Linked DNA regions of Mus musculus: all the other regions are linked to region 4. The links are chromatin contacts, called in public HiChIP or PLAC-seq and promoter capture Hi-C maps. All regions are on one chromosome and are shown on one strand. Each heading gives the region's core, a stretch centred on a gene start, on an enhancer-like site or on the middle of the called end of the contact. The rest is flanking DNA. Distances are from core to core; before and after follow the strand shown. Region 1 has its middle 8.6 kb from the start of Gm46844. Region 2 overlaps 1700123M08Rik (RIKEN cDNA 1700123M08 gene). Region 3 holds the start of A630034I12Rik (a long non-coding RNA gene). Region 4 holds the start of Fsbp (fibrinogen silencer binding protein). Region 5 holds the start of Dpy19l4 (dpy-19-like 4 (C. elegans)).

Region 1 (5,620 bases), core at 50-2,549, 440 kb after region 4:
AAATAAGGTTGGGCTGTAAGACAAGCCTGTAGGGCAGCAGTTTTCAGCCTGTGAGTCTCTATCCCTCTGGGGGTTGCATATCAGATATCCTGTATACCAGACATTTTCACTACAACTTATAACAGTAGCAAAATTACAGTCATGAAGTAGTAACAAAATAATCTTGTAGTTGGGATTGCTACAACCTGAGGAACTGTATTAAAGGGTTGCAGCATTTGGAAGGTTGAGAACCATTGTGGTAGCACATTTTCTCATTAGTGATTGATGTGAGAGGCGTGCCATACCTGTGCTGGTGGTCCTGGGCTCTATAATAAGAGCAGGCTCAGGCTGGAGAAGTGGCTCAGTGGTTAAGAGCACTGACTGCTCTTTCAGAGGACTTGAGTTCAATTCCTAACAAACACATGGTGGCTCACAACCATCTGTAATGGAATCCAATGCCCTCTTCTGGTGTGTCTGAAGTCAGCAACAGTATATATATATATATATATATATATATATATATATATATATATATCTTTAAAGCAAACAAACAAACAAGCAAACAGACAAAGCAGGCTGAGCAGGCCATGAGGAGCAAGCCAGTAAGCAGCAGTCCTTCATCACCTCTGCATCAGCTCCTGCCTGCTGGTTTGAATTCTTGCCTTGACATTCCTCAATAGACTCAAGATGTATAAGTTAAATAAACCCTTTCCTCCTCAAGCTGCTTTTAGTCACCCTGCTGTTTCATCACAGCAACAGTATCCCTAGCCAGAAGGCTCATCTTACACCATGTCCCTTTCCTCTTCTATCCAGAGGCAGACCAGAACCCAAGCTGTTCCTTTCTCTATGAAGCCTTAGAAATATCAGTTGATGACCAACTCTTTCCCACAGCACCATAAGTATCTGCCTCTTTAGTTAGATACATGGTTAGATAATAAAGTCCTTAAGATCAGCATGAAATTTTTTCTGGGACTGGTCAATAAGTCTTCAAGAACATCCCTTCTCACAGGGCGTGGTGGTGCACGCCTTTAATCCCAGCACTTGGGAGGCAGAGGCAGGTGGATTTCTGAGTTCGAGGCCAGCCTGGTCTACAAAGTGAGTTCCAGGACAGCCAGGGCTATACAGAGAAACCCTGTCTCGAAAAAAAAAAAAAAAAAAAAAAAAAAAAAAAAAAAAGAACATCCCTTCTCATAACAGATTCGAATTGTTCTTCTACAAACTCTTCTAGTCTGGTTCTTTCACCTTTATCATGTCTTTGCATTGACTCTCCCTGACTCCTCCCACTTCTGACTTCACATTTGTCCTTGAGGCTCTTTCTTGCTCCAGCTTGCCAGCCAGCCCTGCTGCCTCACTCACTCTATCTAGGGACAGTTATCAGACCTCAGCCCCAAGCCAGGATTGTGTCCCCAGGCAAAGTTGTTGCTTGCTTTCTCTGGCATCTGACCTCACTCTACTCCTAGCTTTTTCGGCGCTGACAATACCCAAGGACTGATCAACAATGGTTCTGATGAGATGGTCACAGCTCATATCATCCTGCTGTTACTTGTCTTTCTTGTCTGATAGATGAACTTTTCCAGGAGGTAGAGACCTTGTCCTTGATGGTAGTAGATCTTCCATAGAACCTGGTTTAGAATAAGCTGTATTGAGTGATCATTGATGGAATATATTGCTTCATCTCAACCTGGTGCCCCTGGGTCCACTGACTCTGTCAGTTCTCAAGGCCACAGGGAGGAACTCCGTGGCACATGCACTTCCTCTCCCATTACACAGCCAGGTTCAGATAAACGGGAAGAGCAGATAGCGATGACTCTGTGTGAGTTTTCTTCAGAATGTGAAAGCATCTTATCATCTCACCCATGAAAGACTTTTTTCTTACCCTTTTCCATTGTATGCCATTTCTATAAACTTGAATGTTATCAACATCTTTTATTCATTTCACTTCATTTATATATTCTCAGAATTAATGCTCTGCATCTTACCGAAGTTGTTCGTTAATATTAATCTCCTACTTTTGTGTATTAGTTCCCTGAACAAAATCTTTTCTGATGTTCTCTGTCTGTGTTTGTATTTAAGTCAGTGTGTCTGTGAGTGTGTGAATGTGTTTGTGTGTGTGTGATAGTGTTGTGCCACCTATTACAAAGCATATATTACAAAATAGTGATTAAGTTGAAGACACATAAGACTATAAGATAAACCTCATTTTCTGTTTGATTCTACTACCATGGCTCTCATGGAATACATTTCCCTTAATAACTAGACCTTAAGTATTTTTGGCTATAAAATAATAAAGATACTTAAGTGATCGTGTCTCTTTTTACTTGTGAATATCTGTGGCCTGTGGTTCTAAGACTGAATTTAAGACCTTGGTGTCTCCTAGTCTATGATGATCTCAGAATTAGTCTAAAGGATTTTAAAATGTTATTATTATTTTACTAAGAGAAATATACACTTTGAAATTATTCATTATTAAAATATACAAGATCAAACCACTTCTCACTTCCCTATTACTTAAAGACATATACTTTAGGGAAATATACATTATTACCTCAGTGAGATACTACAGTCTACTAGACAAGTTATTCTTGATGGTGAGGGACACTACTGGACATTATTGTTTGGGATGTCATTTGGTACAAACTTTACAGAAAGCTATTTGGTAGTATGTGTCATCTGACTTAAAATACATCTTTTTTTTCCAACTATGGAATAAAGTTTATTATAACAATAAAGAATGTATACTATACAACATAAAATGTAATACATTAAGTGAAAAAATGGTTTGTAATTAGTATATGGTAAATTGGAAAAACCCAAAGAAATTCTTTGTAATAAGCTTTTCTGCACTATGAGTAAATGGGACCAGGGAGGAAGCACTCAAACAGAATGAGCTGGATCCTGCGAAGAGCTTCTTCAAGGCTCAAGTCCGAAATCTAAAAGTATCACTTTGGGTGTCTCTGCTGGCTAATGTGTGGTGGCATGCTCAGTACCTATTTGAAGAATTCTCATTTCTGCTCAAACCAGAAGATTGAAACAAATTCTGTCAAAAGCTGTAAGTACTGTGGAAAAATAGTTTTCAGTTTAATAATTGGAAAAGAGAAGGAGAAATAGAAGCTAAGTGTAGTTCTGAGGATTCAAGTCTCCAGTTACTGAGAAAATCACAGGCTGGAAGATAGCTTGGCCAATCCATATGCTGCCTCAGCCATTATCCTCTTCAGCAGTTGGCTCTGTAGAATACGACGACATTTAATAATACTGGATAAGGAGGTTGTTCTGCTTAAAAATATATCTTTTAAAATGCATATGCCTTTTCAATTCGTATATAATTGATATAAGTATAAAGTTTTAGCTAAATGGTCATTCTCAGACTTTATTAAAGGAAATAAACTCATCAAATGCTTGTGGATTGGAGACTGGGAAGATGGCTCAGTTGATAAAGTGCTTGGGAGGCAAGCATAAGGACTGAGCTCAGACGCTGAGCATGCACATAAGAAGCCAATGTGGCATCGTGTGACTGTAATCCCAGCCCCGAGGAGACAAGGCCCATGGGGCTTGTAAACCTGCCTGGGATTGCTCAGTGAGTTCCCAGACTGTCATAAAAACATGGTGGGAAGTGACTGAGGAAGACACTAGCCTCCACACATAGGTACATATGTGCATGCTAATACCATACAATATTCATGCAAGTGCATGCTTGCGTGCGCGCGCACACACACACACACACACACACACACACACACACACACACACAGAGAGAGAGAGAGAGAGAGAGAGAAAGAGAGAGAGGGAGAGAGAGTGTGTGTGTTAGTTTATGAATTAAACAAATTAGCATTTCTTAAATAAAGGGCAACACATATCACATATTTGGGGTTACTGCTCTCTAAATAGGGTGTGCCTTGGTACACAATAGAGGAGATATGCAAACACTTATGGGGGAAGGGTCATTTTAGGAAGAACCACTTTCCTGCTTCCTTTCCCCAGCTCCATTATAGGACAAACCAGAATTAATGGGAAATCTCATAATTTGAGCCACAGGTCTGAAGAGGAACTTGGAAGGAGAGAAAATGAGGGAGATAACAAGGGATAAAAAGGCAGAAGTTGAGAAAGGAGGCCGGGGAGAGGGGCTTCTAGATGCATCAGAGTAGGCCTTTCCAGGAGCCCAAGGAGACTCTCTTGTGCCACCTTCTGAGAACAACGTGTAAATGCACCATAGAGATCTTATTCTCATGGACTGTACTGCTCTTTTAAATGGTTAGTATACAGTAAGAGTTTCCTAATGATGTTCTGCTATATTAATAGGTTGGTGCCCGGTGCATTTGGCATCAGAGAGGTTTCATCTAGCAGCGGATGGAAACAGATGCAGAGACCCACAGACAAACAGTAAGAGGAGCTTGGAGAATCCTGTAGAAGCCAGGCAGGAAGGATTGTAGGAGCCAGAGGGGCTAAGGACACCACAAGAAAACCTACAGAATCAACTAACCTGGGTCCATAGGAGCTCACAGAGGCTGAACTGACAATCATGGAGCCTGCACGAGACTGACCTAGGCCCTCTGCATATATATGTTAGAGCTGTGTAGCTCGGTCTTCATGTGCTACTCCTTCTTTTCTGACTCTTTTGCCTGTCTTTGGGAACCTTTTCCTTAGTCTGGTTGCCTCAATCGCCTTAATACGAGAGGAGGTGTCTTGTTTTACTGCAACTTGATATGCCATGTTTGGTTGATATCCGTGGGAGGCCTCCCTTTTCTGAAGAGAAATGAAAGGTTGGGGGAAAAGGGAGATGGGAGGGGAGGGACTAGGAGGAAAGGAAGGAGGGGAAACTGTGGTTGGGATGTAAACAAATAATTAAAGAGTTTAGAGTAGCAAACAAGGAAAAGATACAGCATTGAAAGATAGTTTGAGAAAATGTTTAATATTTTCATGAAGAGATATTTATGCACTGTGTGTATATATTTGAATGAGAGATGCAGGAAACAGAAAAAGGGCATAGTAACCTTTTACTATAAAAACCAACACACACACACACACACACACACACACACACACACACACACACACCCATCCACAGACAGGCAAGCTGTGGACTGAAACTCTTTAAGAAAGTGATAGAGCCGGGTGTGGTGGCGCATGCCTTTAATCCCAGCACTTGGGAGGCAGAGTCAGGCGGATTTCTGAGTTCGAGGCCAGCCTGGTCTACAAAGTGAGTTCCAGGACAGCCAGCGCTACACAGAGAAACCCTGTCTCGAGAAAAAAAAGAAAGAAAGAAAGAAAGAAAGAAAGAAAGAAAGAAAGAAAGAAAGAAAGAAAGAAAGAAAGAAAGGTGATAGACTTCTAGGCACTGGATTTACATATTATACAGTAGCACATAGACAAAACCCCTCTCATACACTCCTTATCCCCATAGGAAAATATGTGGCATAAAAATCTATCAAAATCAGTTAATTGGGTAATATCAAATTAATCTTATATAAAGCCTTACTGCATACGGTTCTCATGCTAGAGATGTAATAGTGTGAGCAGCCTAAGCAGGCATCGCCTGTGCCCTGACAAAGGTGTCAGCCCTGCCGAGGGGCAGATGGAGCAGGTTCAGGCTGACATGGTGATAAATGTTGTGACCATGTAGTAAAGAAGCTATGGTGATGGAGAA
Region 2 (5,294 bases), core at 706-3,205, 410 kb after region 4:
GAGGTGTGTGGGAGCCTAGAGAGCATGGGAGTCACATGTCTGGTGGTGTGCATAAGATAATAAGTTAGTTTGACCCAAGCAAGAGTCACATGACCTCTGGAGACCAGCTTTCTTCTTTAAGCAATGGCTGTATTCTGGGAGCTGCCCCACCTGCCTGTGCCACAGTTGTGGGAAGACTTAGCAAAATGTCTGACGAAGGCTTTGAAGGGGAACAAGCCATCTAGATGCAAGGGGCAGAAATTATACTGTCCTCATCGTCTGCCCCTTATCTAAAGCTAGTGTGGGCAGTTTTATTTTTTCAAGTAAAAGTTTTCTATTCCCAAGTTGAAATGATTAAATTCCATCGGGTTTATGGGACAAAGTTGCCATCTTTCTCACTGAAAATGAAATAGTATCTCTTGTTACTGACTCAGACAAATTTGAGTTTTATCTGAGAACAAGCTTTTACTAAAAGACTTTTTAGTCAGGCTGTCCCTGGATTTGGAAAACATTGCAGCAAACATCTTTTGGGTTGTGGCTTTGCAAAGCATTTATGCAGCCACACAGAGCCAACCATTTCAGAGCTCTTCTTGCTTCACAGAAGGCCAGACATAAGACCTGCTCTGGCTGAAGACAATGTCAGGAGCAATGAAGAAGCCTGGGGCATGGAGCTATGAGCACCCCCTGTGTTGATCACTACGTTCACGGGGTTAAAAGGGCTGAAGTTAGAAAGTTGGAAGGAAGTGAAAGTAGATTAAGTAATAGGTGAGTAAACACAGGTTTACAATGGCATAAGCCAAGTCTTTGCATAAAGACTCATTGAGCCACTTTGCATACTGGGTCTCTGACTTCTAGCCAGCTATCTACCCAACGCATATCATTAATGCTAATAACAGCACACCTTCATTAGCTGCTACTGTGGGAACAAGGAGTATGTGTGAGGCATTGAGCTAGGCAGTTTGCATATATCTCTTCATTTAACTCAGAGGAGAAAAAGAAAAGTCTGTGTTCACTGTTCCCCAAAGTTAAGGTGGTCATGTTTACATTAGCCTGCAGAATGGAGAATAAGAATTGGTCTGAAGGTGTTGTGGCTATCCATGTGTACATACAAAATTGCAATTATGTATTTTTTAAAATGAAGGATGAAATCACTTGACCTCAAACCTCAGAGTGTCCCAATAAAACTGACCCACAAAACTCCTGCTGAAGTCCAGCCTGGCTTTACACCGATGGGTTAACAGAGAGAGGCCACAAGGCTTCAAAGCCCTTCCTCATACCAAGCTTTTTAATGGATGAGTCATAGGAGAAACCTGCAGCTTTGGGCCACAGTGGAAATAACTCATTTCCCCAGTTGCTCAGCAGCAAAACATCAAGGCCAACTGCCTGTACGGTCTAATGGTGTCAAGCACTTTCTTTTCTGGTCTTTGCATTGCTTTTAACATAATGAAACCAACTTTTGTTATCCCCTCTGGAGTTTCATTCTTAAGATCCTATATTTAGGTGTTTTCTCCTCTTGCTTAATAGGAGTCAGGATAAGAAACTCACCAGGCCTAAACTGTCAACTGCCAAAAATAAATCTGTTTTCCCTTTTAATCTTCGCATTAGATTTTGCCAAGCTTCATTACAAAACATGACTAACTACTCTATGGTTTTCACACTGTATGAGCTACAGAGCTTGACTTTCAAAACCCTGAGTGTGTGTTTAGTCATCATTGAAAAAAAAGAGCAGAGAATATTCTCTTGAACTTCTATCCTGTTTAAAATGTTAATTTCACATTAAACCATGCCATCAATGGATACTGATATCATGGGAATCAATGAACCTAGAAGTACCAGGCAGAATACGTATGTTCTGGAACTTTCTCCAGTATGAAATCACGCAAGGCTCTTCAGGCCTTTCAGTGTAACTGTTTCCTCCAGATTGAAACTTCCCTTCCTGGAGGAAATGGGGAGTGGCTCAGAGGACGCGGAAGGCTTGGAAAGTTACAAGATTTGTGAGACTCCTTCCCAAGTTGATATTGCTGGGGTGGGGTGAGGGCTGGGTGGAGGCCTGTAAGACTCTTTTTTTCAGTGCAGCTGCAGCATGTTGGGCAGGGGGCTCTCAGGGATACACTTTTCCTGAGTCATCACCCATGCTGGGGTGATCTTTTCAATGCTGTGGCTGCTTGTGTGCCACCCCTACCCCTGTGGATAACCCCAATAAACTGACTGGGTCAACATAGACCTTGGTAAAATCCTTTCTTTGATCACTCATTGGCACCGTATCTGGAATGAATGAACATTGCAGACCTCTCACGAGGAAAAGTCACACAACAAAGCCCAGTTAGAAACTGATAAGAACTTTTACAAAAATAAATTTTATGAAAACAAGGCCACAGTGTATATGGTTGCTAGGAAAGACAACATGTTTACTAAACAAGACATCTCTGCTGCTTAGTTTTTGTTGACTTGATACAACCCAGGGTCATCTGAGAAGAAGGAACCTCAGTTGAGAAAATGTATCCATTAGACTGACTTTGAGGCAAATCTGTGGGACATTGGTTAGATTGCTGAGGAGTAGCCCAGTAAGGGTGACACCATCCCTGGACAGGTGGGCCTCAGCAAGGCCCATTCCTTCATGGCCTCTGCTTTATTTACTTTCTGCTTCTAGGTTCCTGCCCTGACTTCTCTCAGTGATGGACTGTGATACAATAGACACGTTCCTTCCCCAAATTGCATTTGGTCATCATATTTTATCATATCAGTAAAACCCTAAGTAGGACAACATCTAAAGAGAAGTCTGCCTTGGGGGATGTAGTACAGCTTCAATCTGTTTCCTTTGTGCCTTGCATCTTTTTACCACACCTTCATGTTCCTACTTATATTCAGAATTCCAGCACTCAGGGCCCGAATTCCTCTTATTTGCTAGATCCCTGGGGTCCAAAGCTGAAACTGTGAAGCCTTCTATCTAGTGATAGAAATAGGTGCCATGAAAAGATTCATTCCTGCCACAATGGAGAACACTCTTTCATACAGAATGGAGCATAACTGGGGCTGTATAACTTTGGGGATGGACATGTTGATGAAGTGACACTTAAGATGGATTTCAAATGCTTGCTAGCACTTATCCAGCCAGAGAGAGAATGGGGAAGGGCACAGCAGAGAATGGAGATGGTTGGTGCAAGAGGTACAAATGTCTGAGGGATGGGGTGTCTTTAGCATGGTGATAGTGGTAAAGAGGGGACTAAGAAAAAGAAGAAAGTCAAACCAGATGCTGAATGCAAATTTCAAAAGGTCTGTAGTTCTAAGATACGGATTGTGGATCATGGAGAAGCAGGGACTAGAAGGGTCTCAAGGGAGTTCCTGGTCTGCCTAGATACTTGTTGGAAAGGCAACTTAGCTAGACAGGAGGCGGCATTAGTTTACTCCAGTGCATGAGGGTTATCCTGAAGTACAAGGAGACAGAATGGTAATGTGTTCATGTCTTCTGATGTTGGAGACTGCTGTTCCAGACCCAGGAGACTCAGTGGTGCAGCCAAAGGCCAGAGTACCAAGAGAATGGATAGTATAAGCTCAGAACTAAGTCAGAGTCAACAGGCAGAAGAGTTGCACCCAATTTGGAGACAATCAAGCAAAAGGAAAGAGTTCTTCTTATTCATTCCTTTTGTTCTATTCAGGTCTCCAACTAGCTGATGGAGTAGAGTCATCTGCACTGGGGTGGGGGACAGCTTGCTTCACCTCTACGGAGTCACATGTTAACCCCACTTGGAAACATTCTTGCAGAGTTGTCCAATTATCTGGACAGCTCACTGGCTGGCCCAGTCAATTGACACACTAAATTAACTGTCACAGGACCAGTGAGATAGCTCAGTGGGTAAGATTGCTTGCCATGCCAGCAACCTCATGGTGACCTGAGTTTGATCTCCAGAATTCTGGTAAAGGTAGGAGGAGAGAACAAACTATGGATTCGTTCTCTTACTTCCAAGTACATGTTATAGCATACATAACCCTCATTATGTACACATGCACATGGGTGGCAGACAGACAGACAGATACAGAGAGAGACTAAAAATAAAGCCATCAAAGCCAACACCTCCCTTTCGCCATTTTCTGGTTTCTCCTCCACTTTGCCATCTATCTGCTTCCAGAGAGACCTTCCAAGGAAGCCAGTCTGAGTCTTCCGCTGTTCTGTGAAGTCCTTCTGAGGCTTCTGCTGTCCCAGGACAGTTCCCCTAAGTACCTTTAGCATAACCTTCCTCTCTCCCTTTCCTTTTAGCTAGTTGCTAATTAAACTTCAAGTCTCATCTTAGGCCATTCTTCTGTTGCAGGAAACCTTTCCAAACATTGTTTCCCTCTCTGGCCTGAGTTGAAAACAGTGCCCATGGGTTCCAAAGCACCTTCTTGAGCTCTTTGTGTTACAATAATAACAGGAAATCCACCCCATTGTTAGACAATGTACTATCCTCTTACCTAGCATTATCCTTGTAAGAACTGTAGAGGGAAGAAATCATGAAGAACCCTATTGCACTGATAAGGAAACTGGTTCAGAGGAGAGAGGTAAAGTCATTTGCCTCAAGGCCATAAGAAAGTCGAGATTCAAAGCCAAGTAACTGCTCTCCTCATACTAAGCTCTTTTCTGTGCTGTGTTTTATTCCTGAAGACCATGTGCACTGGGACAATGACAGTGCCCCTCATCTTCTGTAGCCACACCCTTGAGCACAGTGCCAGCTGTACAGAAAACAAAGGTTGAAACGCAAATAAGCGGGCAGATGGTGAAGGTGAGGAGCAAGAGGGAGGGGAGAGAGCAGTGCAGTCGCAGATTACTTCGTTACACATTTAGAATGAGCAAAGAAGCACCAGGCAATTGCTAGAGAGATGTGCAAGATTAAAGCCAGTGAGCGTGGGTGCTATGAGGACACAGATTCCACCAAAAGATCATGCAAGGAGGAAGGCAGCCCTTGAGAACCGCCTGCATAGTCTCGGTTCAAACTTTTATTATATAGGACTTCTCAAGCGTGTACCTCCCTGGGCATTCCTTTTAGAAACGACTCACTAGCTGTTTGTTGATGGCTGCATGAGAGAACGAGAGCAATCGCATTGATCATTTCTGTCTGTTTTACCCACAGTAACAGCTGCTTTCAAGGTCAAGTCTGGAATGTTCCAAGGCACTGGACATGAGACATTCAAGAGCCTGGAGAAGAGACAAACGTTGTCTGTGCAAGGCCAGAGACAAGTAAAGGAGCCATGGCTACAGTTTGTGGACCAGTAGTCTCTGGACCCCCAGTCTTCAGACTCTTAGGCCAGGGCTTGAGTCTCAGATTTTGTTGTTTGGCACA
Region 3 (5,490 bases), core at 458-2,957, 390 kb before region 4:
TAACATTTTATGCCTGCATAAAAGTTTGATCATATTTGCCTCCCACTATCTACTTTACAAATAGTCCCCTATTTCATGTCTCGCCTTCCAAGTGCTGAGGATCAAACCCATGATAGGCCAAGTGCTCTACCACTGAGCTGTAGGTTCTACATGTGAAAACATACCATACTTCCCATTCTGAATGTATAAAGGCTTGTAAGTACCTTGTTTTACTTTTTAATTTATTTTTGGTTTTTCAAGACAGGGTTTTGCTGCCTAGCCTTGGCTGTCCTGGAACTCACTCTATAGCAGAGGCTGGCCTCAAACTTAAGAGGTCCCTTGCTTCTGCCATCTGAGTTCTGATCTTAAAGGTGTGCACCACCACTGCCAGCTTGCTATCTTAGTTTTCGTTGATTCAATCATTCTAATTTTGCTTTTCCTATGGCTACTCTGTTCACGTAATACTTAGATATGCCCACAGTACATTTTTAATGACGTACGTACACTAACTTATGCGGTTGGACTTATGATACTTAAGACCAATCCCATGTAAACGACAGCCCTCGTTTTCAGTGTATCCTGGCCAAGTTCACCTACATAGGCCACCAGTTGGCACTTTTAGGACAGTGTCTCACATAATCTAGGCTGGTCTTGAAGTCACTATGGAGCGGGGCTGTAGGCCATCAGTTTTACTTCCACTCAGATAACACACCTCTGCTTTCTTGCCATAACGGGTTAGATCTCAAGCTGTACAAGACGACAGCTCCAGCAAAGGGAGGTAACTCCCCCCCCCCCCCCCAGTCTTGATAAGCAATTATGGGTTGGGTGAACGCTCCTTAGGCCTAGACAAGGCACTGGGTCTCCTCTGATCCTGTCTACGTGTAAAGCTGGGAAAGTAAGCTTTAGCCGGTGTGAAGGACCATGCGAAGACCCGGGAAGTGTGACGAGGGCCTTCCTGGGCTCTTAACCACAGCGTGGCACAAAAGGCCCACCGCGGCCGGAGGCCTCCAGGTGCATCTCGGGAAGGGCCGGGCCGCGCGGCCGCTGTCCTTGGCGCCCTCGCACCGGCTCACTCCGGACCAGGATGGCTAAGCGCGGGACCGCCGGCCTGCGGGAGCCCTTCCTGCGCTTCCGCGGCCTGGGGGTGGTCTTTGTTCCCCAAGCGGCGTCGCGCCACGGGACTGTGTGTGCCGTGTCACCCGCAAGCCCGGCCTGAGGGTGCGCAGGGCGCCGAGAGGTAGTCGGAGCCCGGGGCTTAGGAGCGGCGCGGGGCGGCCCGCCACGTCCCGGCAGCGCTCGCAGGCGGGAGGCGCTCCCGCGCAGGCAGTTCGCGCGGGCTCCGCAGGGCGCGCTGGCTGCCGGGCAGGGCCGGGGCGGGGCGCGGCGCGGCGCGGCGCGGCCCGGGCGCGCACGTGGTGCGGACCGTCCTGCTCTCCGGCCAGGTCCCCAGAGCCTCGGCGCTCGTGCGTGCGGACGGGGAGGGCGCCCGCTGGAGTCCCGAGAGGTGGTCAGCGCCCGGAACAGGCGTCTGAGGAGAAAGGCAGCGCGCGGCGCCAATATTTCCCGCGCGGGCTCTGGGAGGGAGCCGTAGGCAAGAGCGGAGTGGCCGCTCGGCGGCGCGCGGGGACAAGGCTCCCACGTACCTCGTCCGGCCGCGCTGAGGCACCTTCCTGTGCGCCGCCGCCCGCTCGTCGCCCGGCGGATGGCTCCGGCTCCGCACGTGGCGGGCGGCGCGCTCCGGCGTGTTTACATTCTGCGGCCGCTCCACGTTGTGCTGCCGTCCTCTCCTGCCATTGGCCGGCTCCTCCCGGAGGGGTGGGCCCTAGGCTCCCGCTCCCCGTGCCTCTGAGGAGACTTGGGGTTCCCCACCCCAGCCCTCCCAAGGCCTCTGCCAAAACGCGGAGCCGAACCGTAGCCTGACACTCCGAGATCTAAGAGCCACCGTGAGGGGGCCCGGCGCGAACTGGAAGGCGTGCGGGAGCCTGTGGTGGGCAACCAGCATGGGGGAGGAGCCTCTGAGCCGTGCAGCCGCGGCGCGCGCAGGTGAAGCGCCGAGAGGGGCGGAGGAGCACGGTCCAGGAGGGCAGCCGTACGGCCACTCGGCGCCCGCCCGCCCGCCAGCCCGTCCGCGCGCACTGAGGGCAGGGCGCGGCGCGCGCGGGCGAGCTGGGCGGGCGCGGGTGGGGGAGGGGAAGGCGCCGGCCGAGGTGTCAGTCTGCGGCGCATGCGTGCGGGGCGGTCCGGGCCCGGCCTATATATTGAGTTGGCGCCGGCGCCAGCTGAGCCGAGCTGTGGAGGGTCTGGCGGTGAGGAGGTATTGGGGACAGGGGCATGCGGGAGCTAAGGGAACCACGTCTGGCGGGAGCCATGGGAGAGGAAAAATGGGGGGCGGGGGTGGGACAAGAAGTAGGAGACTGGAATTCAGGGGTTCCCGAGGTTGGTCCCTGTCAGGATTCTTGTCAGGAGGCCAAGCAGAGGCAGGGGATGGAGTGTGTCCCCAAATGAGAGGCCACGGCAAAGCTTCTCTGGGAGCTTCTCTGTCCATCCTCACTTGGGGAAGGTCTCCCGCGCGAGAGGATTAAGGTGGGATCACTTCACGGAGAGATTCTTAAGCACGGTTTTCTCCTTTAATTCCCCCCCCCCTTTCCTTCTGCTCTTCTGGAATTGGGGTCCCGTCACCCCTGCAAGCGACACTGCCCGCCGGGTGGGGCTGGGAAGGAGGGAAAGGAGCCTGGAGGACGTGACACCAGAAGGTTCCCTCCACCCCCTGCTTCCCCGCCACAGCCGCTCTCCAAATTGGCGCGGAACCGGCTTCTCCACAGCCCGCTCTTGGAGGCTCGTCCAGGCGCCTGGCGGCCGAGGCCAGGACGTGCCTTTCCCACCCTGGTTGTCCTGGGGAGTGCATGAATGGCCCAGATGATCATCTAAGGGTGCTAGGGGACTTTGCAAATTCCTGAACGCACTCGCGTTCCCAGTGTACAGTTAAGGAAATGAAAGCATGAATGTAAAATTACTGAGATAGCGAGTGTATTTCAGAAAATAGTGCAGTGTTTTATTTTTAAAGGTTTAGGCCACCTTCTAGTAACGTTAGTTGGTAACTTCTGAATCAGTTTTAATTTGGAACTTGAAGATTATGGATGACTATGTTCTTGATTTTGTTTTTCTTCTCCCCTATTTAGAGGTTTCATAGTCCTTGAAGAGAATGTCAAGACGCAGGTAACAGTGTTAGTCTTGGAGACATGTTTCAAAATTAGCTGCTGCTTTTGAAATATATGACGTACTAATTAAGCTTCCTTTCTACAATTCATCACAGTAGCCGTTTACAAGCTAAGCAACATGCCCAGCCCAACCAGCCAGACTCTCCGCAAGAAACCCAGATAATTCAGGCCAAGAAGAGAAAAACAGCACAGGTGATTTAAGGAAAAAGAGGGAGAAAGGGAAAAATATTCCTTGCTGAAACCTTAGTTTACATGTTCTTTTCTATTCTTCAGGATGTCAAAAAAAGAAAAGAGGAGATCACCAAGAAGCATCAGTATGAGATTAGGGTAATGCAGAACTGGACAGGGTGGGCTGGGGAAGAATAAGAGTGGAATCATGTGTTATTGCCTTATAGTGGGAAGATTCTGATACTTTAGAGGTGAACTTGAAGGAGGTTCATATAAGCCTGAGTCCTACAGCTGCAGTGTAGATGGCTTAGAAGCAGCTGGTTCCCTTTGGTAAATCCCTCCCTTTTGGAGCTGGCTGGTATACTAGGTCTGCCTATATACTGCTCTTTGTTCATTTTCAGACTACAGTGGAGGGCCCTAATAGCTAATGAGTGGCATAAAAAGGATGTGAGATCACTGTCAGTTTGGCAACCCGGCTTTGGGATCCCTTCCTATGTGTTTACTTGGAGATGGTAATTCTTTCAAAAAGATTCTCTAAGTGATTCCACTTGACTAAATTTTTTGATGTTTTCACATTCAAGTATTAGAAAACACGTTAAAAAGAGCTATTTTTTAAAAAAGTATCCTTGCTAGAATTTCTAGATTCAGAGAACTAGTCTTAAAATTATTTCACTTTACATTAAAATGCATGTTATTATTTCAGTACATTAAGTATTGTATTACCTTGTATTACCAGGCTTCGTTATCTAACTTAAGAAGACTAATATGAATTATATGGCTTTAAAAATAAAATACAGGGCTGGGCGTGGTGGCGCATGCCTTTAATCCCAGCACTTGGGAGGCAGAGGCCAGCCTGGTCTACAGAGTGAGTTCCAGGACAGCCAGGGATACACAGAGAAACCCTGTCTCGAAAAAAACAAAACACAAAACAAAAATAAAATACGAACATCAAATTGGCTATCATTTGAAATTGTAGAACAAAAGCCAAGGTTTCTTAATGCACTAACAAGTTTTTCTCTTTCTGTTTTGAAATGACAGAATTGTTGGCCACCTGTACTGTCTGGAGGAATCAGCCCTTGCATTATCATTGAAACACCCCATAAAGAAATAGGAACAAGTGACTTCTCTAGATTTACAAATTACAGATTTAAAAATCTTTTTATTAATCCCTCACCTCTGCCAGATTTAAGGTAAAGAAAATTTTTTAGTAACTTTATGCTAAACATTAAAAGTGGTAGAATTAAAGCAATGCCAGGTATTTTCTTTTGACTTTAATATAAAATATGGAAACTTGATTTTGGGGGGGGGGTTTGTTTGTCTTTTAGTGCTTCACTTACTGAAAGTAAGCATGTATCATTCTACATGAGATATTTGCAAATGATAGCAAGTGATATACTTAAAACCCAAACTTGGGTTTTACTTAACTTGCTTGGTAAATGTTTCTAGACATAGCAGAACTGAACTACTTTTTAAAATGTAGCTTAAATTTGCCTAGTTAAAATTAGAACATTTTTAAATGAACAGTAGTTTCAATTGACAACTCTACTTACTCCTTACCAAGTTTACTATCAGTTGTGATATGATTAAGAAGTAGAGCTTATAGAAAATATTCATATAGTAATTGACATTTGACTTGAATAAGCAAATTAATGGAGGCAGACAAACTATCTCTGTGCCTGATACTTTGTTCCACCTTAAAAATCATTATAAATGATGCTGCTATATTTTCAAATGTTGAAACTTAATTATCACTGTGATCATATACTTATTTTTACATACACATATATTTATTTTTATCTTACTGGGTGATAATGATACGTGCCTAGCACTCAGGAGGCAGAAACAGGCAGATCTCTGAGTTCAAGGGCAGCTTGGTCAACAGAGTTCCAGGATATCCAGGACTCCTTGTTTCAAAAAACCAAAGTTATTTTAAACCATAACTTTTACAAATTATAAAAAAAAAAAAAAAGGATTATGTAGCATTCCTGAGATTTACCAACAAGGTGGAAATCCAGTAATTGCAAGTTGGAGTTGGATATTTGAAACTTGTGTTTATGCTACTCTAAACAAAACTTGTATAGGTCACAACTATAAATTATGTGTTTCCTCTCCTTACCCCCTTCCC
Region 4 (5,674 bases), core at 2,489-4,988:
AAACCTTGCTCTTTAATTTATTTACTTTTTCACGAAGTCTCCGACTTGTAATCTCCCTGTCTCGGGTTCCCAAAGTGCTTGAATTACAGGTGTGTACCATTTCTTCCAGCTTCAGTATTTCATTTTAAAAATTTGAGACAGGATCTCACTGTTTAGCCTGAGCTGGTCTTGAAGTTTTGATCCATCTATGTCACTGCTAGGGCTGTAGTATGTGCCACCAAACCTGACACAACTCTGTTTTATACTGTCTTTTCTTGTCATTCATTTGATCTTTTTATTATTTGTTTTTGTGGAGCTTGACCCCAGAGATATCAGGAATGCAGGTTTTTCCACTTTCAAGATTGAGTGAGAAGCTGCTTGTGAACTGGAGTCTTGCAGAAGGCATACATAGCCTGAAAAACCATTTTTACACAATACACAGTAACTTAGAACAGGCACTAGTTAACCCTTAATCCTTGGCTTTTCTGTCACCGTCTTAAGGGTTGAGATGCCTTGTCTCAGGAGCACAGTAGGAGCACAGTAGTGCTTCCTAGGGTCACTGCTAGATTGGGCATTCCTTTCCTGTAGTCAGGGATCATTAGCCTATCACTGCCACCCCTTACCTAGCTAATTAGCATATCAACACCTGCTTTGGGTTTGGCACACATTTGAGCTGCCTCTCATTGGCTCCTGTCTTGCAAACACTACATTATTCCAAGCTGCACAAAATTATGTTCCTAACAGTGAGAAAACAGGGGAGATATAGAAAGTATGGTGCAGATGTGTGGAGAAATGCCTGCTTGTCCATAGGGATGAGAGAAGGAATTCTGTTCTGAGATTGCCCTTTATTTCACAGAACTCATAGGTAAGTACTGTACTTTAGGAGTATCTGTGTTGGCTCCCAAGTATCAGCACAATAGGAATTACAGACTATATATTTTTGTCTAATGCATTCTTTTTAAATGTACTATGTTAATATTTAGAAATCTGCTTTCCTTTTCTTTTTGCGTGTGTACATTCCATGCTGTACATTCATATTTACTTAGGGAACCTGTGTGTGTGCCTGCATGTGTACAGAGGTTAGAATTGGTGGTCTGTCTTCTTCCATTATTGATCTCTGCTTTATTTACTGAGACAAGGTCTCTGACTAAACCTCGAATTCTCAGATTGGGCTAATCTAAGCTAGCCAGTTACCCTGGGAATCCCCTGTCTTTACTTCCTGAATTTAGGGATTAGAGGTAGGTTGCCATGCCTATCCAGTTTTTTGTTTTGTTTTGCTTTTAAAGACAAAATTTCTTTATGTAGCCCTTGGCTGTCCTGCAACTGGCCTCAAACTCATGGAGATCTGCCTGCCTCTGCTAGGATTAAAAGCTTGCTTATTTGGGTGGTGGGGAGCTGAACTCTGGTTTTCATGCTTGAATGACAGGTACGTTATTGTCTGAGTCGTTTCAGTAGCCCATGTTGTCTCTTGATGCAAGGTCTTGTTATATATAGCCCAGTTTAGCCTTGAACTTGTGCTCTCCGCATCCCTGGGCATGTAAGCACTACACCCAGCTTCTATTCCTTTGTTTGTTTGTGTCCAGGCCTGCTCAGTCAGTCAACAGGTTCTCCAGTACAGGAGTGAGGATTAAAAAGAAAAAAGACAGTTAGACAACATTGTAGTGTGACCCCAGTCTATTCTGAGACTGAAGGCAAATTTTTATTTTCTAACCCACTTTTTATACCATTTTAATTACATGCAAGTATTTTCGGCAAGCAGCACCATAAGGAACTACTAACAAAGCAGCAAGTGAAGTGATTACTCCCAAGTTAGTTGTTAAAAAGGGCTTGTCATAATGACCAAAATACTTGAGCCCACTTCCTCGTCCAAGCCCAAAATCTTGCCTGAAGCCTAGTTCCACCCTAAGACTAAAATTCCTGCCTTAACCTACTCCCCTTTTACAGCCTAAAGTTAGATTCTTGTGGAAATTTACTTCCTTATTATGCCCTAGTATCAGATTCCTGCCTGAAGCCCGTTTCCTTGTCCTTGGCCAATGTCAGACTCCTGCCAAGCGGTACCCCAAAAGGATTTCCACATGTTCGTTTTACTTTTTGAAGAGATAATACATTTAAAGCTTGCAGCATTTTGCTAGGCTCATTGATCCTGTTTGTACATGTTTATTGTCTAGTACTCAGGGTAATCATGAGTTGGAGGCTAGCCTGGGCTACATTGAGAATTTGAGCTATACAGGGAGACTGTCTCAAATCAATAGCAAACAGCTCCAACAAAGTGAGGATTCAGTAAGTTTAGTTTGCTTCTTGGTTAAAGAAATGAAAACAAAGTAAATAACTTTAGGGGCTGAGTTGTAGATCAGGGGTCCAGCATGTGGCCAGCAATCATAAAGACCTCCTGCACCAGGAGACATCTTTGTAGCATTTCTGTGCACTCCTGCTTTCTACCAAGCGGCTGTGTCTAGATGCACCTTTATATTTGGGGTCTTGAGCTGTGGTCAGGACCATTGGTGTAGGTTTGCTTAACTGTTGTACAGAGTTGCTCTTACCTCCTAAACAGCACTTGCTTAGTTGCATGCGGCCGCGGCTTTGGGAGTTGGTTTTGCCTTCCACCATGTGAGCCTAGGGATCAAGGGCAGGCTGTGGGCCTTGGCAGCATGCTTTCACCAGATGAGCTGTCTTGCCGGTCTTTGCCTGAATCAAACATGTTCAAGTTGCGTTTTCTTTACTATTTCTTTAGTTTTGAGGCGCTGGAGATTAAAGCTGGGGCCTTGAACGTGTTAAGCACTTGCTGCACCTCACGTCTTTCATCCGTTCCAGGTAATCCCCTATCTGGACAAGCACACCGGGAGGAAATGAGCTTGCTTTGTTTTCATGATGATCACGTGCTTCAGACTAGCATTAAACAGGAAAACTCATAGCTAGATTAGGTGTTCCTTTTCATAGTCCATGTGGTGTGATTAAGATAAACAAGACATTGCTTTAATAGAAACACGATTTTGTTTGTACATGATCATGCCATTTCTCACCATTAATTTTTACACATGATAAAGCAGGATAGCATATTTACGTACGATACAGGTAGAGTAATAGCGAATATTTTTATCTGGGTTTTATATCTAGTATTCAGTAAACACTTGTCCTTGAATAACACAATTATGCAGAGGATACTATCCGCTGGAGACGACGAGGAAGCTTAGCTTTCCTGCAGTCTGAGCTGGTGTAACCTAACTAGCTAGAGGCTATGCAATTCCTGATTGACAGCAGGACCAGCAGTATGCAGAGTCTGTAAGGGAGAACACCCAGCTCAGAGGCAGTGATTAGAGCTTTGTCAGGAACCGCCACGTTCACCCCTGCCTGGTGTCTTGTGTTTTTCGGTCTACTAGATTTGTAAACAAATAACACAGAACAGTTCCTCTTTTGTTTTTATTAAAGTGACTGCGGTGCTGTTTCAGCCCCTCTGCCAGCATACATGCGTGGAAATGTGATATTCTCACTAAATTAGCTCATTTTAAGCTGTGGTTCCTGCTTATCTCCAGACCTTTGTGCATTAAATCCTATCTGGAGCTGCTCCCTGTATACACAAGTGTGTTTTGCTTGTGCTCTCCTGCCTTCTGTGAGAAGCTAGCTTTATGTAGGTCAGGCTTGGCTTAAGCGGCTTTCCTGAACCTGCGTAAGTCAGCTTAAGCTGGAGGAATTTTAATAAGCCCTCCCCTGTAGGCGTGGGCCTAAATGAGGCTAGCCTAGTTAAGCCTGATCTTTCTGTTTGTGAAAAGAGCTGAGCAGAGCTGAAGGCTGCATGGTGGTTTCAGAAACGGCCTACTTAATTCCAAAAGAACAATGGTAGGAAAGGCTAGATCTTCCAATTTTACCTTATCTGAAAAGCTTGATTTGCTAAACCTTGTGAAGCCATATGTGAAAATTCTCGAAGAGCACACTAATAAAAATTCAGTAATAGTGGAAAAGAATAGATGTTGGGATGTCATAGCAGTTAACTATAATGCGATTGGAGTAGACCGCCCTCCTCGCACAGCTCAGGGCCTACGCAGCCTTTACAAAAGGCTCAAAGAATATGCCAAACAGGAGCTATTGCAGCAAAAGGAGGCCCAGTCTGAGTTTAAAAGCAGTGTTTCGGAGCCCACCAAGCAAGTCATGGAAATGATTCCCCAGATTGCCAGCTTCGGCCTCATAAGAGACAGGAGCCACATACAGAGGTAAGCCTTATTTTATTTTGTTGTGGGAATTATGGCGCCTCCTATCTCTTGGGCTCTGGCTTAGCTGTGCTAGACATGTGCATAGCGAGCGTCCCCACAAGGGGAGCCGTGAACAGTGTCTTTGTTTTGCTTTCTTAAAAAAAAAAAAAAAAAGTAAAGCTCTGAGGAGTTCTCTGTTAGGACAGCTTGCAGCTGCTTTCCCTCCATCCTGCCGATTCCACAAGTAAAAGTTAAGGCAGAATTGATGGGATGAAGCTGTGACATCACTAAGTGAACTTTAAAGCCTTCATAGCGTAGAGTGTATAAAGTAATGGGTTTTACTATGACATTTTTACACATTTATTATATACTTTGATTATATCTCATAAACTTGTAAGCCTTAAAATTAGATTACTTGCTTCTGTGAGAAATTATTCTTTTTAAAGATTACATGTCATTGAAATTAAAAAAAAATTTTTTTACATAAAAGTTATATGAAGTTAGTAGTTTTGGGAGCAAATGGGGACTTTGTTTTTTTATGAATTATTACTGTGTATATTTCCTGAATATGCACTAAAGTAACAAAACTTCCTTGATAGATAACATGATTGATTCTAAGTGAAGACTGTTTTGTTTCTCTAGTGTGTTTGAAGTTGGTAAGACAGACACATTGACGAAAGGAGCTTAATAGCTAGCTAAGGGGTTCCAGTTACATAACAGAGTAAAGTGTAATTGGCTAATGGTCTAGTTCCACTCTGACATTGGCTCATAGGGAAGGTAAACTTTCTCATACTGCCCTCTGTAACTTATAAGACTCACATTTAATAAGGGCAACTGAAATAGGGATTGAAAACAGTTTGCGTTAGGTATGATTGTTTGCCTAAAAATTTTAAAAGCTGTTACCTGTGATCAATTTAAATTTAATTCTTGACATAAGATAAAAATGGCAGCTCCTTTCCTTTCTACTGACTGACTTAGGGTACTTTACACAAACTGCAAGCTCTATTAGTTGAAGGCCCTTTCAAACAAAGACTCAAGTGCTTTGCTGCTCTAGGAGAGGCGTTAGATAAGCAAAATTGCTGACTACCTGTGGGACTTTTTGAAGTTAGGGGAGAAAACATTTTAGCTGAAACTGTCTGTTGTTTTGGTAACATTAAAAGATATTTTTTAGTGTTTTACCCTATACTGCTTATTTTTATGTGATTTTTTTTTTTTTTAAAAAAGCACTGCATCTGGGAATTCAGGACATGGCTGTGCAGGGGGTTAATTCTTTCGACCACTGCGAGAAATTTTCACTGTGATGGCAATGAGATTCTATTGGGTAATCTATTGGATGGGTAATCTCCACAGTAAAAGCGTTTGACACTGGACTACTTGTTTTAAATTTTGCTCTTTTCAAAAATAGCCTGAAGAGAAATGACTTTTGTTTTACTGGTATAAAACTATACCTTTTGGGTATTAAATTTAGATTTTTGTAATTTGGAAATGATACATAGATACTGTGATTTTAG
Region 5 (5,577 bases), core at 820-3,319, 260 kb before region 4:
AACCTTGCTACTTCAATCTCTAGTCCCATCATAGGCACATGAGCCAACAGAGCTACAAACAGGCTTCCAGATGTCCATGTAGACTAGAAAGGGTCCAAGAGAAATGTTAACACTGTTCTCCTCAAAGCCTGTGTCTGTTTCAGGAAGCATCAATGCAAGCACCATTGCACACACAGTACAGGAGAGGCGTCTGGAAGAACATTTACTTCCAGGGACAGCTGGACAACAAAGAGGCTCCTGAAGGACCTGAGAATAAGCCAAAAGCTATAAACTGTACCTGACCTGAATTCAAACAAGAATATAGAGACTGGCCTAATTTTAACATAATAAATACACGATATGTAAACAGAAGGGATTCGGGGAAATTCCTGACACGGGACGTGTTTGCTGTAAATATTATCATCACAAACATCATTACAATAAATATTTATACTTTGTTGACTATTATATCCCAGCACCCAAAAGAATAGAGACTTAGCCAAGGAATTAAATATTTGTTGAAAGGACCCATTATTTTAATAAAACTGCCACCCAGTAATTGTCCTGAATAAAACACATGTTTTTAGATTACCTGTAATTCTATAACCAAAAATCATTTAACAGTTTATAGTCAACTACTTTTACAAAATGATATAGCCTTTTAAAAAGGTCCACATCATAGTTATTAAGTATAATAATTCCATCTTAAATGCAATTTCTGCATATTTACAATATCAAGTTTTAGTGGCACTGTGCGATTTTTCTCCTGTGTTAAGTATTAATGTGCTCACAAAGACAAACTGGTTTATCAACCTACCCACACAGATTTGTAACTAATCACAAAAATAAAGTTTAAAAAAAATCTTTGTCAAATGATAACACATTGCAAACACAGATATAGCTATAGCTAAAGAAAAAAGAGGAATTACATTCTTCCTTACCAGCAACCTGTTTTGAGGCTGGTTTTAGGTAGTATCTTAAATGTGCATGAAATTTAACACGAAGAGCTGCAGGAAGAGGAGGAATGGCTGAATCATGACCTCAGGGACAGGACATCTAGTCCCAGTCAGCATGTACTTCTAATAGTCTTTTGAAAAATGGCTTTCCATTGAATTCTTCAAACTCCCTTCTTGTCTCCTTGGTTCAACGGCTTAAATCTAAACCAGATAACTAACGGTCGCATTCACAACTCCACTCAGTAAGATAAAAACTGCTTTCCAGCAGAATGAAACATGTAACTGTTCATCCGAGCGAATGAAGTCCAAGAGCTCAATCGTGCATACACATCCCATGAAGTTACTATGCCACCAATACTTTTTTACACTATGTATCGTACACTGCTAAGTTTTTTGCCGCTTCCTATCTTTTGCTCACTGTCCAAATCCTCTATGGATAAATATTGCTGGCTAAACAATAAATTCCCTTGGCACTGACCCTGAGGAGCGTGCAGAGCTCTCTCCAGTCCATTAGTTTTAACCCTAAAACTGACCTCCTCCTCCCCTAAAACCACTTACATGCCCCTGCCCTTTGGCATTTGTTATCCATTAGAGCACAAGTGAACTCCGTCAGGTTCTGCGCGTCCATCCCAGATCCCAGCCTCAGTTTCCCGCGAGGGGTGCGATCCCTCCCATTCTGCACCCAAAGCTTCCAGCCTGGACCAGAACCCACCCAAGCTCGTCCTGCTTTCCACTGCGGAGCAACTCCGGACCCGCAGCCCCGCCACCCAACAACAGCTTCCTTTCCGAGACTCCTGACTTTAAGTTCCACTTCTGCGTCCTATTTCGGGAGACGAAACTTTGGGCCATTTTCTCGGCTCGCGCCCGGTTCCACTGCAAACTCGGGGGCGCGCGCCCCCGCCCGCCCTGCTCCCCGCGGCCCGCAGCCAGCAGTCAGGCCCGGCCCCTCTCCCGAGCCCGCCGCGGCAGTTGGCGCGCTACACGCCGGAGCCTTCACCTTCTTCCTTTGCCATCGTCTCCGCGGAGACCCGAGTGGCCCTACGGCTCCCGAGCAGCCCGGAGTCTCCCAAACCTCCGAGTATCCAAACCCCGCGGCCGCCCCGGCCAGCTCCCGGCTGCCGCGCCCCCACTTCCTGACCCGCCCCCCTCTGGTGTCTCCGCCAACTGGGTCCCTCCAAGGCGCTCCGGGAACCAGAGTGCAGGGAGCGGGGCCCGGCCGGAGCGTTTCGCTAGAGCGCCTCAGCCATGCCCACGATGGCCACGGGATGGCAATGCTCCTGGGAGGAGCGAGTCCCCGCCGCCGCCCTCGCTCCTTGCTGAGCCTCACAGGAAAGCAGGAGCCAGAGCAAGCTTTTCGTGACGCTGGGATCCGTCTCAGAAAGTCATAGACTGTAGGCCAGATCCAGTCCCTATGTCCGGCCGATTTTTCAAACAGAAAACGGAGTTTCAACTGCAGAGCAACGAGTCCTGGACTTGTTACGATGATTTCAAAGCCAGGCAAGACGTTCTAGGCAGGTCCTTTGGATTAGTAGATGTTTGTTTGTTTGCTTGTTTGTTTTTGAGACTGGATCTCTCTATATGGCCAAGGCTGCTCTCAACTTGCCTCAGGTTCCCTACTGCTGCAATGGCAAGAGTGATACACAGTTTGGTTTAGTAGACACTTGGCGGCTACAAAAAAGTTTGTACCAGGTTATTCCCTATTGTAATCCCAGACCGTGACAAGTAGAGGAAGGAGGTTCATTATCAAGGCCAACCTCAGCTACATAAGCAAATTAAGTTATTATCATATAAAAAAGGAAACACAAGAGAGAGCAACGTGTCAATCACGAAAACTGCCTTGAACAAAATGTTTGCTCATGTCAATATTCTGGAAGAAAGCACAATAGTACTTTATAGTCTGCTATGAGGAATGTATAGAGATTATTTCATAACAATAGAATGCAGTTTAATTTTGTTGTGCAGTGCATGACTCATACTGAGAACACTGTGGCACGCCTTCAGTTGGCCCAAAAGCATGAGTGAACAGCCACTTCAAAAAAAGGATAGCTGTCTGTCTGTCTTTCTTTCTCTTTCTTTCTTTCTTTCTTTCTTTCTTTCTTTTTCTTTCTTCCTTCCTTCTTTCCTTCCTTCCTTCTTTCCTTCCTTCCTTCTTTCCTTCCTTTCTTATGTAGGCCTCCTATAGTAATTCACAGAAACTCCTAATTTTTTTTCCTATAATGCCTGGTTTCTGGATCTGTTCTGATTCTGTGGGATCCTGATCTAGTGATATTGGGGGTCCAATCCTACATTCAGGAGGGACGGGGGGGGGGGGGTTAGAGCACTTGTTTCTGGTTAATTGGGAGTTCAGCCAGAGCCACCAGTTCTTTTTCTGCCTTGCCTTGGACTCAGAGTATACCCTGGTGATACTGGAGGCTGAGAAAATTAGAGGCCCAGCGCTTGAGCTCCCATTGGCAGGGTTTCAACACTTAGGTTGCACAACACAGCCAAGGAACCACAAGGATGTTCCACAACACTAGGTTCATGTCTAGGGTTTGGAGAGGCCCAGCACAGGATGTCTAGCTGAGACAGGATATCTAGTTGAGACAGGATGTCTAGCTGAGACTAGAAGCTGTGACAGAACCCAGAAAGGCCCAGCCTAACTGAAATGGGAAAACTAGACATTTAGGAGACCTCTGGTGGGTTTGGAAGAATCAGCCTCTTTGGCTTAAAAGCCGTCTCACAGTAATGACAAATTAGGTTCATTCCTCTTTATGATTAAACTTGTTTTTCAAGGATCAGGCTATGCTCCACATAAAACCTGTGACCTTAACTACAAATGGTTTTGTACTGCCTGTTCCAGGAATGATAATTATGTCTTTGTTTCAATTTTTTTTTTAACCATCTTGCAACCCTACTTCCGTTTCATAAGGGTTGTCATGGCTACCTTGTTATAACTACCAGTTTTATGCTCACCTTGCAACCATGTCTTTGTTTCAGGATGCCCTTAGGAAAAGCTTGCTATGATGTTCTGCTCCTGTAACCCCACCTATTTTGCTTGCTAAATCCCCCATTTGAAAAACCCCTACTTCTGAACTATAAAAAGCTTTGTCTTCCTCATATTCAATGCTAAACTCTTGAGCCACATCTTGGTAAGAGGTCTGTGTACATGAATTTAAAAATCTTCCTTTAACTATTTGCTTGCAAGGGCTGGAGAGATGGCTCAGCAGTTAAGAGCACTGGCTGCTCTTCCAGAGGACCCGTGTTCAACTCCCAGCAACCACATGGCAGCTTACAACTGTCTGTAACCCTAGTTCCAGGGATCCAACTCCTCTCCCAGACAAACATGAAGTCAAATTAACAATGCACATAAAAAAGAAATAATTATTTGCTTGCCTTAATTAATTTGGCCATGATGAATTGAGTCTGTGGTCCTTCTCTTTCCATCTTTGAGATTAACACGTGCTCAAAGGTCTTGGGCAAAGTTGTTAATACCAGGAACCATCAACTGTGACCAGGTTTTAAAACTGGCAGGACACACTGTGCTGTGCTGAAGACTGTTGCTTGACTCAACAGCTAGTTTTGTCTCAGTTGTCACTAGTTCTGACATGTTTCCTTTATTTTTGAGGCAAAGACTCATTCATATACTCATGTGCCGTTACACCCAGTTTTCTGAACTTTTCTTTTAAAATATGACAGAAGTGAAGTTGAAGGAGTACCTCAGAAGATTCTGGCTTCCACAGACACCAAGCACGAAGGCAAAAACCTATATTCATTAAAAGTAAAATAAAAAATAAGAAATTAAGCATATGTTTTATTAAAATATTTTAAAAACATTTTTAGATTTCTTTTATGTATATAAATGTTTTGCATGCATGTGTGTCCCTGGTGCCTGAGGCAGACACAAGAGAGTATTAGATCCCCTGGAAGCAGCTATGGACAACTGCAAGCCAACACAGGAATACTGAGAACCACTCCTGCACGTTCTGCACCAGCACAAAGTGCTCAAAACAACTGCACCATCGCTCAGGTCCATGGGAAAGGATATTTTGAGATGGATATACTAAAAACCTTGAAACTTATTAAAATACAGATTTTTGTCACTCAAAACTCTTCTAGAAAGATATTTTTAGCTGGTTATGTAAAACAAAATTCAAAAATATTGGTACTAAAATATAAACACCAAGCAGTCTAGCATCAAAACTTTCTTAGGTGGTACAGGCATAGCAGTACCTGCCTGTACTTACAGCACCTAGGAGGTAGAGGTAAGACGATAAGGACCTCAAGACCAATCCCAGCTACATTGTGTGGTCAAGGTTTCTCTGGGCTACAATGGGACCCTGTCTCTAAATAAATATTTTACAAAGGGAAAAAAGGACAAATAGATGGCTCAGGGAGTTAACGAACTTGCTGCTAAAGCTGACTAAGGTAACGCTATCTTGTCCTAACTCTGTCTTATATCTCGCCCTTCTACTCCACAATAGCCCGACTTCCTTGGCAACATGCTGGAACTGTTCATGACCCTGACTGTGGTCCATATGTACTAACAAAAATAATGGATGTAAAATATACATCTAAAATAATAAAAAGGGAGTGTAAGCAAAAATAATTGTCATGTTGTCTGGAAACACTGTGAAGCTCTGCAAGAAAGCAGACATTACTGGGC

What was found. Promoter capture Hi-C pulls out the DNA fragments that hold promoters and counts their contacts. HiChIP or PLAC-seq counts read pairs in DNA pulled down with a chosen protein or histone mark. Capture Hi-C pulls out chosen DNA fragments and counts their contacts.
Region 1: an H3K27ac HiChIP or PLAC-seq map of extraembryonic endoderm stem cells shows a contact between it and region 4, with 4 times the contacts expected there. The contact joins the enhancer-like site here to the promoter of Fsbp in region 4. A contact is called at or near these places in 12 of 39 promoter capture datasets (the C10 cell line, the HPC-7 cell line, HPC-7-derived erythroid cells and 8 more), 5 of 115 datasets of contacts at active chromatin or transcription factors (differentiating embryonic stem cells, embryonic basal ganglia, epiblast stem cells and 2 more) and 2 of 9 other capture datasets (adipose tissue and liver).
Region 2: a FOXA1 HiChIP or PLAC-seq map of pancreatic cancer cells shows a contact between it and region 4. The contact joins the enhancer-like site here to the promoter of Fsbp in region 4. A contact is called at or near these places in 2 of 39 promoter capture datasets (the C10 cell line and cranial neural crest), 2 of 115 datasets of contacts at active chromatin or transcription factors (embryonic basal ganglia and pancreatic cancer cells) and 3 of 9 other capture datasets (adipose tissue, embryonic stem cells and liver).
Region 3: a promoter capture Hi-C map of liver shows a contact between it and region 4. The contact joins the promoter of A630034I12Rik here to the promoter of Fsbp in region 4. A contact is called at or near these places in 3 of 39 promoter capture datasets (the C10 cell line, hematopoietic stem and progenitor cells and pre-B cells), 1 of 115 datasets of contacts at active chromatin or transcription factors (embryonic stem cells) and 2 of 9 other capture datasets (adipose tissue and liver).
Region 5: a promoter capture Hi-C map of embryonic stem cells shows a contact between it and region 4, with 2.4 times the contacts expected there. The contact joins the promoter of Dpy19l4 here to the promoter of Fsbp in region 4. A contact is called at or near these places in 3 of 39 promoter capture datasets (the C10 cell line, cranial neural crest and embryonic stem cells), 6 of 115 datasets of contacts at active chromatin or transcription factors (the SCID.adh cell line, cardiomyocytes, embryonic stem cells and 2 more) and 2 of 9 other capture datasets (adipose tissue and pancreatic islet).

What each region holds. Positions count from the first base shown.
Region 1 is chr4:12,019,717-12,025,336 of GRCm38.p6, forward strand. No RefSeq gene overlaps it. Among named protein-coding and RNA genes, the nearest start is that of Gm46844, 8.6 kb to the left of the region's middle. Within about 2 kb of position 1,300, at least 9 of the 459 cell types and tissues checked have an H3K27ac peak or open chromatin away from gene starts, as enhancers often do. A contact at or near this core is called in extraembryonic endoderm stem cells, where this site is marked.
Region 2 is chr4:11,988,781-11,994,074 of GRCm38.p6, forward strand. It overlaps 1700123M08Rik (RIKEN cDNA 1700123M08 gene), which reads left to right. Exons shown (of 5, transcript NR_040577.1): 5 at 5,085-5,294. Among named protein-coding and RNA genes, the nearest start is that of Gm52722, 3.8 kb to the right of the region's middle. Within about 2 kb of position 1,956, at least 163 of the 459 cell types and tissues checked have an H3K27ac peak or open chromatin away from gene starts, as enhancers often do. A contact at or near this core is called in adipose tissue and pancreatic cancer cells, where this site is marked.
Region 3 is chr4:11,189,523-11,195,012 of GRCm38.p6, forward strand. A630034I12Rik (a long non-coding RNA gene) reads right to left here and starts at 1,708. Exons shown (of 3, transcript XR_001784240.1): 1 at 1,623-1,708. Ccne2 (cyclin E2) reads left to right here and starts at 2,187. Exons shown (of 12, transcript NM_001282943.1): 1 at 2,187-2,293; 2 at 3,159-3,195; 3 at 3,293-3,389; 4 at 3,471-3,524; 5 at 4,404-4,555. The coding sequence starts at 3,182.
Region 4 is chr4:11,575,924-11,581,597 of GRCm38.p6, forward strand. Fsbp (fibrinogen silencer binding protein) reads left to right here and starts at 3,739. Exons shown (of 2, transcript NM_001256142.1): 1 at 3,739-4,184. The coding sequence starts at 3,811. The region is part of intron 3 of Rad54b (RAD54 homolog B (S. cerevisiae)); the gene reads left to right.
Region 5 is chr4:11,320,068-11,325,644 of GRCm38.p6, forward strand. Dpy19l4 (dpy-19-like 4 (C. elegans)) reads right to left here and starts at 2,070. Exons shown (of 19, transcript NM_001081201.2): 1 at 1,933-2,070. The coding sequence starts at 1,948.